Regions from separate parts of the Capra hircus genome. Here region 1 is linked to region 2. The links are chromatin contacts, called in public Hi-C maps. All regions are on one chromosome and are shown on one strand. Each heading gives the region's core, a stretch centred on a gene start, on an enhancer-like site or on the middle of the called end of the contact. The rest is flanking DNA. Distances are from core to core; before and after follow the strand shown. Region 1 holds the start of CAMK1G (calcium/calmodulin-dependent protein kinase type 1G). Region 2 has its middle 16 kb from the start of HSD11B1.

Region 1 (5,888 bases), core at 2,603-5,102, 130 kb after region 2:
GATTGCATACTTGAGCAATACGTGACATTTCCAGCAGCCTGCTGTCATGGCTCACAGCCCTGCTCTCCTGTTGGTGCGTGGGCACGTGGCCGGGCCTTGTGCGTGCTGTCAGAACCTATCTCCAACTATGGGCTGCAGCTCAAGTGGCTGGTTTGCTTGCCTGGGCCTGGGCCCTGGACCCGAAAGGCCCCTGGACCCTTCTTGATGGACAGACCCTCCCAGGAACACCGGCTGCCTCCCCAGCCCTTCCCCTAATCTGGTGCCTCCAAAGCCAACTCTGCACGCCAACTTCTGTCCACCCCCCCAAATCACTGAGGAAGGTTGTTTTTCAATTGCCTCCTGCAGTTTACTTCGCTCTCAAACCCACATATAAGTTTAATCAAACCCTGCTGCACTGACAAGCCAGAATTCACAAGCTGTTTAAGGTTTCTTGTGTGCCTCTTGCAGAGGAAATAAAGAGGAAACAAGGGGCTTGAGTTGGTGGCTGAGGGGTCCACACGTGAGCCACTGGAGAGAGCTGGGTGTGTTCCCTACTCTTCATGCATTCGGTCTCCTCTGCTGAATGAGGCTAGCAATCCCTGCTGTCTCCATTTCCCAGAAATCCTGTGGGTGTCCAATACATCAGTGGGCACAAAAGCATGCTGCAGCCTCTCAAGCCATGAGCCCACTTTACAGGCACGGGCATGAATCGCTGGGGGTAGGGGGAGAGGGGAAACAATTGAAATAGGGGTGAGCGCACAGCAGGAGACGTGAGTCTGCTGTTTCCCCAGCGGGTCTCGGCTCCCACGTGCCTCTCAACTGTGACCCCTTCTCACTGTGATTCTAAAGTGCTTGAGGACACATGACGCTTCATACATCGTGGTCCTGAAATGCAGACCAATGATTTTATCTGCTGCTCTCCCAAAAAGGGATCTACTGGAGCACAGAGGGGACCGTGCCCGAGCTGGGTTTCTCCGTGGGCTGATCTCCATCGGGGCTTCTAGTTCTAAGCAGCGCTCAAGGGTCTCATTTTTTAATTAATTAATTAATTTTGATTGGCGGATAATTACTTTACAATATTGTGATGGTTTTTGCCATACATAACCAACACGAATCAGCAACAGGTATACACGTGTCCCCCGCATCCTGGAGCCCCCGTCCCATCTCCCTCCCTACCCCATCCCTCTGGGTTGTCCAGGAGCACTGGCTTTGGGTGCCCAGCTTCAGGCAGTGAACTTGCACTGGTCATCTATTTTGCATACGGTAATATGCAAGTTTCAATGCTATTCTCTCCCATCATCCCACCTAGGCTTAACTGTGTGTCTGCCACACTTTGCCTTTAAGACCCATTTCCACAGGGGAGGTGGGGGGAGCGGGGCGGGGAATGGGGGCGTCGTTGGTACCCAAGTGGGGCTCACTCTACTGCGCCCCTGGGAGGGTGAGAGGAGGGGTCGCTGGGAGTGGGAGCAGGAGGAAGGACCATCTTGAGCTCACGATGGCGTGGGTAACACCACTCGAGAAGCTCTGAGTTATACCACGCTTCCCCTTCCCCACCTCCACAGCCGTGCAGTGCCCCCACCCCACCCCCCAACCCCATCGCTAGCTTGCTTTCACTCAGGCGGCTGCACGGCCCCAGCCCCCTCGCCCTTGACCCTGCGGTTGTAGCGCCGGCTCGAAGCCTGTTTGCAGACAGCCGCCCTCCCTCATTCACGCTGCAGCTCATTCACTCCGCTGCCTCCGGCAGGCTGCGGCTGGGCCCCAAGGCTTATTTATTTCTGGCCGCGTGTCTGTGTGTGAATGGGGGACAGGGAGCCAGGGAGGCGCTGTCCTCCTAGAGGGGGATTCATTTCACTTGCCACCGCCGGGAATTGCACCCAGACCCTCAGGTGTTCGCTGCTGCAGACATCACCCTAGGTGGGTGATGCCTGTGCTGGGCGCTTTACCAGCATTATCTTGTTTAATCTCTCAAGGTAGGGATCGTCAACCCTATTTTGTAGTGGAGGTACTGACAGGTGGAGATATTAGGAAAAATGACCTAAATCTACCACAGGAAGGGACAGAGCGGGGCACAAGCCCCAGCCCTTCAGACCCCCCCACAGCAGTCTCCCTGTCCAACCCTCACCCCTCCCCACATGGAACCTGTTGCCTCTTTCCTGGAGTTGGTTGTCGGAATTTCACTTACCTCCGACCTCATCCTCAGGGTGCTCTCCTGTAATCCCACCACCAGACTGATTGCCCCTGGAACAAGTGGCTGGCTCCCATGATCTGGGAAGCCTGGATCTCTCAGCTTTCTCAGATTTACGCCGAGGCTGGACGTCTGTCTAATGCCTAAGTGATTCCTGGCTCCAGCTCAAACCTTTACTCACTCTAACCTTGAGCTTCTTTCCCAAAGTTTTGCCCTACCTTTCTAAAGAATGCTCTTAATACACATACACTCACACCCACACCACAGCTATCTGCAGTCTAGTATCATGGAAAGGTCTCTGATTATATCAGAAGATCTGGGTGCAAATGCCGCTATCATCAAATGGATACGACCATATCCAGTTTTGCCTGATGAAGCCTCAGAAGAAATGCGATTCACCCCACCAACCCTATGGGCTTGTCTTAAAGATGATTAATTAAAAGCACATTACTCACTGTCAAGTGTGGTCCCCATATCAGGTATTACTAAGCACTTTGTGCTATGGCCTGTGGGGTCTTGTCTTTGGTCCTAGATAAAGCTTCAGTCAAGTAGGACTGCTGGGGGTCGGACTGTCTCCAGCCTCTGGTATAAGAAAGATGGTCTCCTTACCCAAGAGGGAACCCTCTTGACTCCCGTGACCCTTCTCAGAGATTTTCCTCTTCATCGGTTGATCTGATTCCAGAGCAAGCAGCTGGCCAGCCATGAAGTGCCGCCAGGGCAGCGGCGAGAGAGCCCCGACAACTGCCTCTGGGAGCTTCAGGGTTAATGATCGTGCGTCAAAGTTACGTGGAGAGAAGGGCCCCAGTGTGGGTGGGGGTGGTGGTGGTGAGTCCAGACCTCCTGTGACCATCCTGACTTGAGAACTGAACTAGGGAAGTTGAAAGACGGAAGGGGAGACAGAGGCGCCCCCGGGGAAGGTGAGGGAGGAGCCGCATGACTGACAGCGGTGCCTCCGCTGGGTTCTGCATCCTAAGCAGCCGGCACCGGCCAGGAGGGACTGAGGCTGGTCTGCCTTCCTTGGGTCTGTGGAGCCACAGGCTGTTTACTAACCTCCTCCCCACCCCTCCACCCCCGCACTGGCTCTCCTATTCCTCACAACTGAACAGGAAGGGAGGACCAGAACAGGGCATTTGACAGATGGGTCAGAGGTTAAGGGATGCAGGCAGAGCAGGAGGGAGGGCGGTGAGGATGCTGGCAGTCCTGATACCCTGCACATGGACGGCCCCTCCAGGCACAGAGCTGACAGGGCTGCCCCTGGAATGCGGGCGGGCATGGCAGGCCAGGCACATAGGAATGTTTTGCTCCCCTTTCTCTGCCCAGAAGGGCAGAAGGTTCCCACTCAAACCAGCCCTGAAGTTATGGCCAGATGACTGCCCCCCCCCCCCCCCACCAGAGATTCCCTCCCAGACTTCCATTCAGACTTATCTTCCCAAGCAGCTACAACTTCCCTCTGACACCTCCAGAGTCAGGCAAGACAGGACCTGGGGCTGAAATAAACGCCCAAGTTGCTTGCAAGAGTGGCTGTTCAAACCCACTCTCTTGGTGCCAGCAGCCTCCGGCTAAGCGAAGAAGGCTCCCCTGACCAAATAAAGAAGCAGGTTCATCTTACCCAGGGATTCCGAGAGAATGGTCCTCGTGGTCCTCCCACTCCAGCTCCTACAGGTCTGGGAGGCTTAGCGGGCTCCAGCGCTTCCACAATACACTGAATTAAAGGGGAGGAATGCAGAGGTTTTCTTTCCCAGGACCGTAACCAAGCAGCCTTAAAGGGGAGGAAAAGGAGCTAGGGCGGCTTGCTCCTTCGTTTCCTCTGCCTTTCCTTCCCTCTGAGCAGATCCAGAAAAAATCCTTTTGCCCAGGGCCCCTTTTATGGTGTGTGTGTGATTGTGTTTGCGTTGACATGTGTGCTGCAGAGAAGGGAGGAATCAAAGGCAAAAACAAAATGACAAAGATTTCCATCGGCCTGAACGCGGCGGTAACAGAAAATCAGAGACTGCTTGCCTCAGTCTCCCTCTTAACCACTCAGTAGCTGGTATATGTTGTTTCCGATAAATTCCTGAGCAGTAAGACATCGATACTAGTTGCAGGTAGAGCCCCCCGGGTCTCACTGAACGGGAGGTGAAGCACTTGGATGTTCCGCAGGGGGACCCAGGGCTGGACGGCTTCACCCGGTATAGGTGATACGTCCCCTGTTTCTAGAAGCAAAGCATTCCGATCCCTAAGTCTGCCATCCTCTTTTCAGTCCTAACCTGTTGGCCCCCAAGGAGACCATTCCCCTCCTTCCGGAAACTCTAGGCTCTTAAATTGTGCCTTTCCAGTTTTTATCACTTGGGTTTTTGAATAAGCAACACATTCCTATGGGTCAGCAATTAGGATTCTATTGAAAGCCATACATAAAGGTGTCTCACCGCATCCCCTCCCCACCGCCCCTGGCCCCCACCCTGCCCTCTACAAGTGGTCTCTTTTGTTTCTCCTGTGTCTCCCCAGCATTTCATGCAGATACAAACAACAGAATATATATATCCCCTGCCCCCTTTCTTATGTAAAAGGCGACATCTATTTTCATCTCCACAACCTTAATTCAGGTCCCCTTCTCCTCTCTTGGGTACTGTTGTAATAACCTAGATTCTAATTGGTCCCTGGGTGAAGTAGTCCATTGGGATAGTTAAAAGAGGCTCTGGAGAAGGCTTCTAGGTTGGATGCCTGGGTTGTCTATTAACTGGTTGTGTGACCTTGGACAAGTGGCTTAACCTCTCTGTGCCTCAGTTTTCTCATCTGGTCAATGGGATGATCACTGAACTTATTGCATGTACTAGTCGAGTGGAGCAAGGTAGAAGGCTTAGAACAATGACTGGCACTTGGTAGGTTGTCCGTAAGTGTGAGCTACTATTATTCTCTCTCCAACTTCAATTTTTGGTAGAATGATCACCTCAAAAATATCCATTCCCTACATAATAAAATACAAACACCTCACCCCATCATTGCAGGCATTACAGGATCTGGCATGATGCTACCCTGCACCCCACCCCAAGCCCCTCTGTCCACCTAGCCGATGCTCCAGCCACATCATAGGAGACACTGATTTCTAACACACCGCTGATTTCCAGAGCTCCCGACTTTTGCTTCTGCAGCTGTATCCAGGTAGAATGGCCTTTCTTCATTCTCTGCCTATGGAAATGCTATAGATTTTAAAAGCTCACATCAAATGCCATCTCATCCATGAAACCTTCTATGATTTCCTCACCTCTTGAGAAGTAATCACTCCCTCCTCTGTGCTGGTTCCCAAAACTTTTCATCTACCGCTCTCTCTCTTAATCTTTTTCTGCCTTGAATTCTAGTCTGTGTTCCCACTGCTGTCTCCCTTCTGGGACTGAGAGTTCTTAGCAGAGTGATTTCGCCTCTCCTCCCGCCCTCTTGACCTCCTTTCCCTAACCCGCCTGTGTCCCAGGACACAGGGTAGGCACTCAGCCAGTGTTTAGTGATGAACCAGATAGGTCCCACCAGAAGTGGAAATGCCTTTGAGAGTCAAATAAATAAGATAGGACTTCTTATGGTAGGTATACTAGTCAGTACTCAATAAATGCTAACTCATCAGTACTGGTCACAAGAATAACAGCATATTATTGCTATGGGTCTAGCTTCTGCTTAGTGCTTAGATTCTCTGGGTATAGCATCCCTGATGGGCAGCTCTCTTTTTCCTGCTTGGACACTGGAACTGAGGAGTTTA
Region 2 (6,743 bases), core at 2,424-4,923:
GAGTTGTAAGAAGTACGTTACATGGGGAGAAGCCGGCAGGAACCACACCCCTGAAGGCCATCCACCCGAACCGCCGGAATCGGTGGTTCTGGCATTTACGCAAAGCCTCTGCACCCTCGTTACATCCTAGAACGCTTCCTGTTCACTGGCCTTTTGTACCCCTCCCAGCCTTAGGCTGAGCGTTCTGGTTCACCTGCCCACCTCAGGCTCAGCAATCCAGCCTCACTCTCTCCATCAACACTTCCTTCTCCCGGTGCTGGGGTGCTGGGTCTGGCTGTGTCCCCGGGCGGCTTGCAGCTCCGGAGATTTGCACCTGCTCGCAAGCCTCTTCTCCCCTGGGATTCTGTCCATGTATAGCCTCTAGGCTTTCTTCCTTCCTCTCTAACTGCTTCCTCTACCGGGAGCCGCCCTTTAGAGGTCTGGATCCCTTGAATTTTGGGGTTAGTCTTGCTTCTCTCCTCATTCTGTCCTCTGTCTTCTCTGGGCATTTCCCCTCATTCTTGTGGTTCCGGTCACTTTCTTTAAGCTAATGTGTATTAAAAATCTCTCTCTCCTGTACTGCCTTGTATCCTAAGCTTCAGGTCGCATAACCACCTGTTTACTCAACCTCTCTCTTCATGCCTCCTAAACACCTCAAGCTCAACATGCCCAAACTGACCTGATTATTATTATTTTTAAACAGCTTTTGGGAAGCACCATTTATAGACCAGAAAAGCATCTCATGATAAGTGTACAATTCAATGGTTTTTTTTAAAAACAAGTTTGCAGAGTTGGGAAACTATCAAAACAATCCAATTTTAAAACATTTCCATCACCCCCCAAAGATTCCTCTTGCCCATTTACAGTTACTTCCTGTCCCTCTGCCCAGGTGTGGCCGACCAGTAGTCTAGTTTCCGTCTCTCATATTAGTGGAGTCAGATAATACGTGATCCTCTGTGCCTGGCTGCTTTGGCTCATGGTTTTGAGGTGCATCCTTGCATCCTTGTCGTAACATGTATCGGTACTTTGTTCCTTTTATTGCCGAGTCATTTCTCATTGTAGGGATATACTACATTTTGTTTACCCATTCACTGATTCACAGACATTTAGAGTTTCCACTCTTTGGCCACGATGAATAGTGTTCTAGGAACACTGGCGTCAAAGTCTTTGTGTGGCATTGCTGGGTCATGTGGTAAATTTATATTTAACTTTCAAAGAAACTGCCAAACTGTTCTCTAGTGACTTTGTGATGTGTTTCAGTCAAGGGCTTCACCATCTTCCCAGTTAATGCTTCAGAACCTTGGAAATCCTTCTTTACTCCTCTCTCTCCATCTTTCCACATTCCATTTCTCACCAAGCCCAGTCGATTCTATCTCCCAGATATCTCTAGTACCATTTCCCCATCCTCACCCTCGCTATGACTCTCCTAACTTGGGCCACTGCTACTTCCTGCTTTAGCAGCCTCCTCACTCTTCTCTCTGCCTACCCCACCTTCTCCAATCCATTGATATATTAAAAAAAAAAAGGCTTGTGAAACATTTGATATGCACAAAAGAATAGAAGAAGCCATAAATAACTTATGGGGCAATAATAAAGCAAAAGCCTTATTGGCCTGCCATCCAAATGGAGACCTGTTGCCAAAACTGTAGAAGTGCCCCGTGGGCTTTAATGCACCCAGTTCTTCTTCACGGGCTCCTTATTGTTCTTAAAGTTCAAACTCATTAGCTGTGCAAGCTCTTTAGAAACTTTGAAATCCTTTCCCAGGAATCTCTCACCATTCCTACCCCTATCCTTCCTACCATTCAGGTTCTTCAGTCACCCTCTCTTGGACATGTAAGATGCTCCCCAAGCACTGGGTGTTTCTCTTATCACAGCTCCCAGTACTTTGTAGTCACAGTTGCTCTTTTTTTTTTCCCCAATTACACACAGGTCTGAGAGGCCAGTGTATCTCCCATGCTTAGCACAGTGCTTGCATATGTTAGATGCTAGAAAGCATTTTCTGAGTGTTTAATGGAAATTGACTCATACACACAGATGAAGATGCTTGTTAGATATTTGAAGGTCAAGAGAAATGTCTAGGCTAGATATATTGCTTTGGGAGAATGAAATCATATAAACTAAAGTTTAAACCGTAGTAGATGACACCCCATCTAGAGGGCGAAGGGTACAGTGGGATGTTACAGGAGAGGCGAACAGGTAGAAAGGGGCAAGGAGATGCAGGGAGCAGGGGGACCTGAGTCAACAGGGAGGTGGGCTGGGGTGGGCAGAGGGTAGTCTCTATGAGGTGCCAGAGGTCACAGTGTGGAAGCTTCTGAGAGGTCAAGGAGGATGAGGAGTGACAAAAATACATTGGGTCTGGATATAGGAATCGCTGACCAACCTAGACAGCATATTAAAAAGCAGAGACATTACTTTGTCAACAAAGGTCCATCTAGTCAAAGCTATGGTTTTTCCACTAGTCATGTATGGATGTGAGAGTTGGACTATCAAGAAAGCTGAGTGCCGAAGAATTGATGCTTTTGAACTGTGGTGTTGGAGAAGACTCTTGAGAGTCCCTTGGACTGCAAGGAGATCCAACCAGTCCATCCTAAAGGAAATCATTCCTGACTATTCATTGGAAAGACTGATGCTGAAGCTGAAACTCCAGTGCTTTGGCCACCTGATGCGAAGAACTGACTCATTGGAAAAGACCCTGATGCTGGGAAAGATTGAAGGTGGGAAGAGAAGGGGACGACAGAGGATGAGATGGTTGGATGGCATCCCTGACTCAATGGACATGAGTTTGAGCTAGCTCTGGGAGTTGGTGATGGACAGGGAAGCCTGGCATGCTGCAGTCTGTGGGGTCCTAAAGAGTTGGACATGACTGAGCGACTGAACTGAGCTGAGCTGGAGGCCTGTCAGGGCTCTGAAGGCGCTGAGGCCGGAATGCTATGGGTTGAGGAGGGATGTATTTGAGGAAAGAACGTTTTTAGTGTGAGTGTCGGGGAGAGGAGCTTTTGAGGAGGTTGGGTTGCTGGATGTGCAGATCTGAAGGAGGGTTCTGATCTTTAGGACAGCAGTGAGCTAAGGTTTCATTTAAATGGTTTTGAGTATTTTCTCTGTCCCAGACACAGCGCTGGGGTGAGCGTGTTTTCAGCTTGTGGGAAAGATCCGACAGAGTCCCTGACTAGGGAATCACTGGAGCGGCAAGATTTACAGGGTCCGAGGACTGGGCATGCGGAGACTCAAGGAAATAAGGTGAGGGTGGATATCGAACTCTTGCGGTCTCCTTCTAAATTCAGCGAGTTTTTAGCCTAATGTGTTTCCTTCCTTCGATTTTTGGTTTTTGAGAGGCACATGGATCTGACTTCTCCATCTGTCCATTTCTGTTGGAGGGCGGGAGGGGAAGAAGGTGGGAAGTTGAATCGCTTAAGGCCCCCTTTCCCTCACGTTTAGCCACAGTATGTAGGTTTTATTCTCATTTCCGCCTCCTCCTGCTGTTCCTGGTCTGTGTACAGTCACACCTGTAAAGCAGGAGATGTCTTTCCCAGGTTGGTTGAATTTTTCCTTTTCTGTCTGATGAGAGGTACATGAAGTTTGAAGTCTTGGAAATAGCCTGGGAAACAGCTTTATAGCAAGGGAGGGGCAATGTCTAGGTTTAGGATGTTAAGAGTTTTGACAGGTGTTTGCCAGCAGAGGGAGCCCCAGGGCTGGGCGAGAAAGCTCAGACTGCGTGTGTACACGCGTGCTGACTCCATGGACCATAGCCCAGGCTCATCTGTCCATGGGGTTCCCCAGGCAAGAATAATGCAGTGGGTTGCCATTTCCTACTACAAGGTATCTTCCCCATTCAGGTATCGAACCCGAGTCTCCTGCACTGGCAGGTGGCTTCTTTACCATTGTGCCACCTGGGAAGCACAGACTCCTGGGGTTTAAAAATCTCAGTCCAGAGGGTTTTTGGGTTTATGGGTTAAGATAAGAGAAGATGAAAGAGGGAAGGAGGGAGGAAGAAGACGGGCTCACAATACACCAACATATACACAGAAACAGTCACACAAAAATCACATAACCCCACCCCCCACCCCTCCCTCCACGTGCTCACAGTTTCTGCTTCAGTCCAGTGATTCCTAAAACTTGCTGTGCAGTTAAATCATCTGGGGGAGCTAAGGGCAGATTCCCAGGCCCTTGAATGGGAGCCATCAAGGTTGGGACCCAGGAATCTGTATTTTTGCAAAGTGCCCAGGAGATTCTGAAGTAGTCTTTAGACAAACAAACTGGCAAACACCTCTGGGTAGTTAGGTAAATATTTCAAGTAGAGCTTGTTTGAGACTGAATTTAATGGCTCCAGCCATCAACATGTTGAGTGGTAAAAGAATGTAATCCATGGATGCTGTTGTGACTGAGTCATTTCCTTTCTCTCTTTCCTTCTTTTTCTCCCCTCTCTCTTCTTTCCTTTCCAAGTAATTTTTGTATTCATTAATATAATACAAAGTCACATGATATCAAAAGGCTTATAATGCTAACAGCAACCCTTGCTTCTCCCTTCCCCATGCCCAGGTCCCTTTCAAGGGCAACCACATTTTAAAATCCTATTTCTTTTCTCTGATTAACTCCATATTTTAAAACATTTACTGCCGTTCTTGATTTTGTAACATTAGAAATTATTTATTGATTTCCCACTAAGGACTATTAGGACTTGCCATTTTATTTTACAACACACACAGATGCTCATTCCCTTCCAGCTAGGTTCCTAACACTATTAAATCACAATTTTAATTAAATCATTAGTCAGTGTTCATATTATGATGACTGATTTTTTTTGCAGCTCTACCGTTTGCTGTACTGTGATTGCGTTTCTTTGTTTTCCTCTATGCCGCCTCCCCCCACCAAGAGTTAATAATCGTCTCATTTTTGTTTGTTTGCTCACTCAGTTGTCATGTTCTCCAAATCCTCTGGTAAAAGCAATACAGCTCAAATAAATGGGTCCAATTAATTGGATAATCTATATTTTTTTTCCCTCGGAGACATTTGTTTTGGAGCCCCGGGTCCTCCTGTTCCAATCCAGACTAGGAGCTTGATAGGCTGGTAACTGGGACCTCCTTTACCATCCACCTGACCACCCCAGCTCTTTCTGGCTTACTTCCTCATGAATAACAGGGAACTGAACGTGGGGTGCTGTTTCACACTGAACACTTGTGCATGGACTTGGATCCACCAGACCCTGGTCACGTACAGGCCAGGATGTCAGCTCTGCCAGCGTCCTTACTTTACCCTCGTCCTGATTCATTGTTTGGCTGAGGAAGGATTATTTTCTTCTGAAACTGGAAGACGTTGCTGTATTGCCTTTCAGTTTCTAGCTTCCAGTGTGGATACTGAGAAGTTCAATTTCTGTTTGGACTCCTGATCTGGCTTTGTGAGCTGTTTTTCTTCTCTCTAGAACTTTTGGGATCCTTTCCCCCCTCCACCCCCTGGTGTTGTAACATTCCTAATTATGTGCTTTGAGGAGACAGTTTTGTGTTTTGTTTTGGTTCATTGTGTTGAACACCCACTGGGTCCTTTCAATATGGAAATTCAAATCTTTCATTATAGGAAATTTTGGAGAAATTATCTTTCTGGTTAATATATTCCCCTCCATTTTCTCTGTGTTCTCTTTTTGGACTTATTAGAAGATGTCAGAGCTTTGGATGGATTGGATCTTGTAAACTTCTTATTTTTTTGGTCCTAACTTTCATCTCTTAACCTTTCTGTCCTACTTTCTGTGAGATTTTGTCAATTTTATCTTCCCTGTGTTTCATTTTAATTTTTAAATTTCCTGTTATGTTTTTATTTTACAAAGCTCCTGTCTGTGCGTGACTACTTTTTTTTTTTTTTAAACAAAACACTGACTGCTTGATCTTCATTGATGGACACACTGCCTTCTTTTATCTCTGAGGGGCTATCAATGTTGTCAAGGGCTATTGTTAGTAATTTCTTCTGACCCTCAAATATCAGTATGTATAATCTTTTTTCCCTTTGGTTGTATAGTTTCTCCAAGGAGGAATGGTTCATTCCTCTGCCTACAGTGGGCTGGAGTAAGGAGAACGAAGAGGCGTATAAGTTGGGCTGTGTGTGTTTTGGGAACTAAGTCAGGATAAGGGGCTGGACAAGTCATCTTTCAGTGTGGAGGCTTCCTCTCATCCTGTTTCCAGCTCTATGCCTGAACCACCTTTTGCTGTGGCTGATGTCCCCGAGCCTGGCACCTCTTTAGCCAATTTCTGCAGAAAACAAACTTTCCTCCTTCTTGGAGGGCCCATCTCTTCCTCTGCCTGAAGGTTTCTGGTGCCCTGATCCTTGAGATTCTCCTGGGCTCTGTGGCTTCTCATTGCCCTCCTACCAGGGGCTGTTGGGGTTCAATAGTCTCCAGTTGGCTAAGTCGCTTATCCCTCATCTGTTCACTTTCCATCTTCTGAAAGGGCGTTGACATTTCTCATCTATTGTTTCCATGCTCGTTCTCTTTTGTTCTTGTCCCTTATAGCATGCACATTATTCTACTGGGATCGGTGTACTTTGTAAGGGAGTAGAAATAGATGTTTGTTCCACTGGAATGTTTAACCCTAGGAAGCTCTTTTGCGTAGCCTGACAGGCTTTTTTGAGAAGCCTATAGTAGTGCCATCTTCTGTTCCTCCCAAGATACCCAAAAATCAAGACTGTGGGAGGGAGACTTTTTATTAAGTCATTTGAATGGAAGAAAAGAAGGGGGAATCTTTCATTTGTTCACTCATCCTTTTTCCCCAGATATTTATTGA

The links. Hi-C and Micro-C count contacts between places; a contact is called where the count stands out from the background.
Region 1: a contact with region 2 is called in a Hi-C map of blood, with 11 times the contacts expected there. The contact joins the promoter of CAMK1G here to the enhancer-like site in region 2. A contact is called at or near these places in 3 of 5 Hi-C or Micro-C datasets (blood and liver).

What each region holds. Positions count from the first base shown.
Region 1 is chr16:72,374,360-72,380,247 of ARS1.2, forward strand. CAMK1G (calcium/calmodulin-dependent protein kinase type 1G) reads right to left here and starts at 3,853. Exons shown (of 13, transcript XM_018060785.1): 1 at 3,774-3,853.
Region 2 is chr16:72,245,173-72,251,915 of ARS1.2, forward strand. No RefSeq gene overlaps it. Among named protein-coding and RNA genes, the nearest start is that of HSD11B1, 16 kb to the left of the region's middle. Within about 2 kb of position 3,674, at least 2 of the 5 cell types and tissues checked have an H3K27ac peak or open chromatin away from gene starts, as enhancers often do.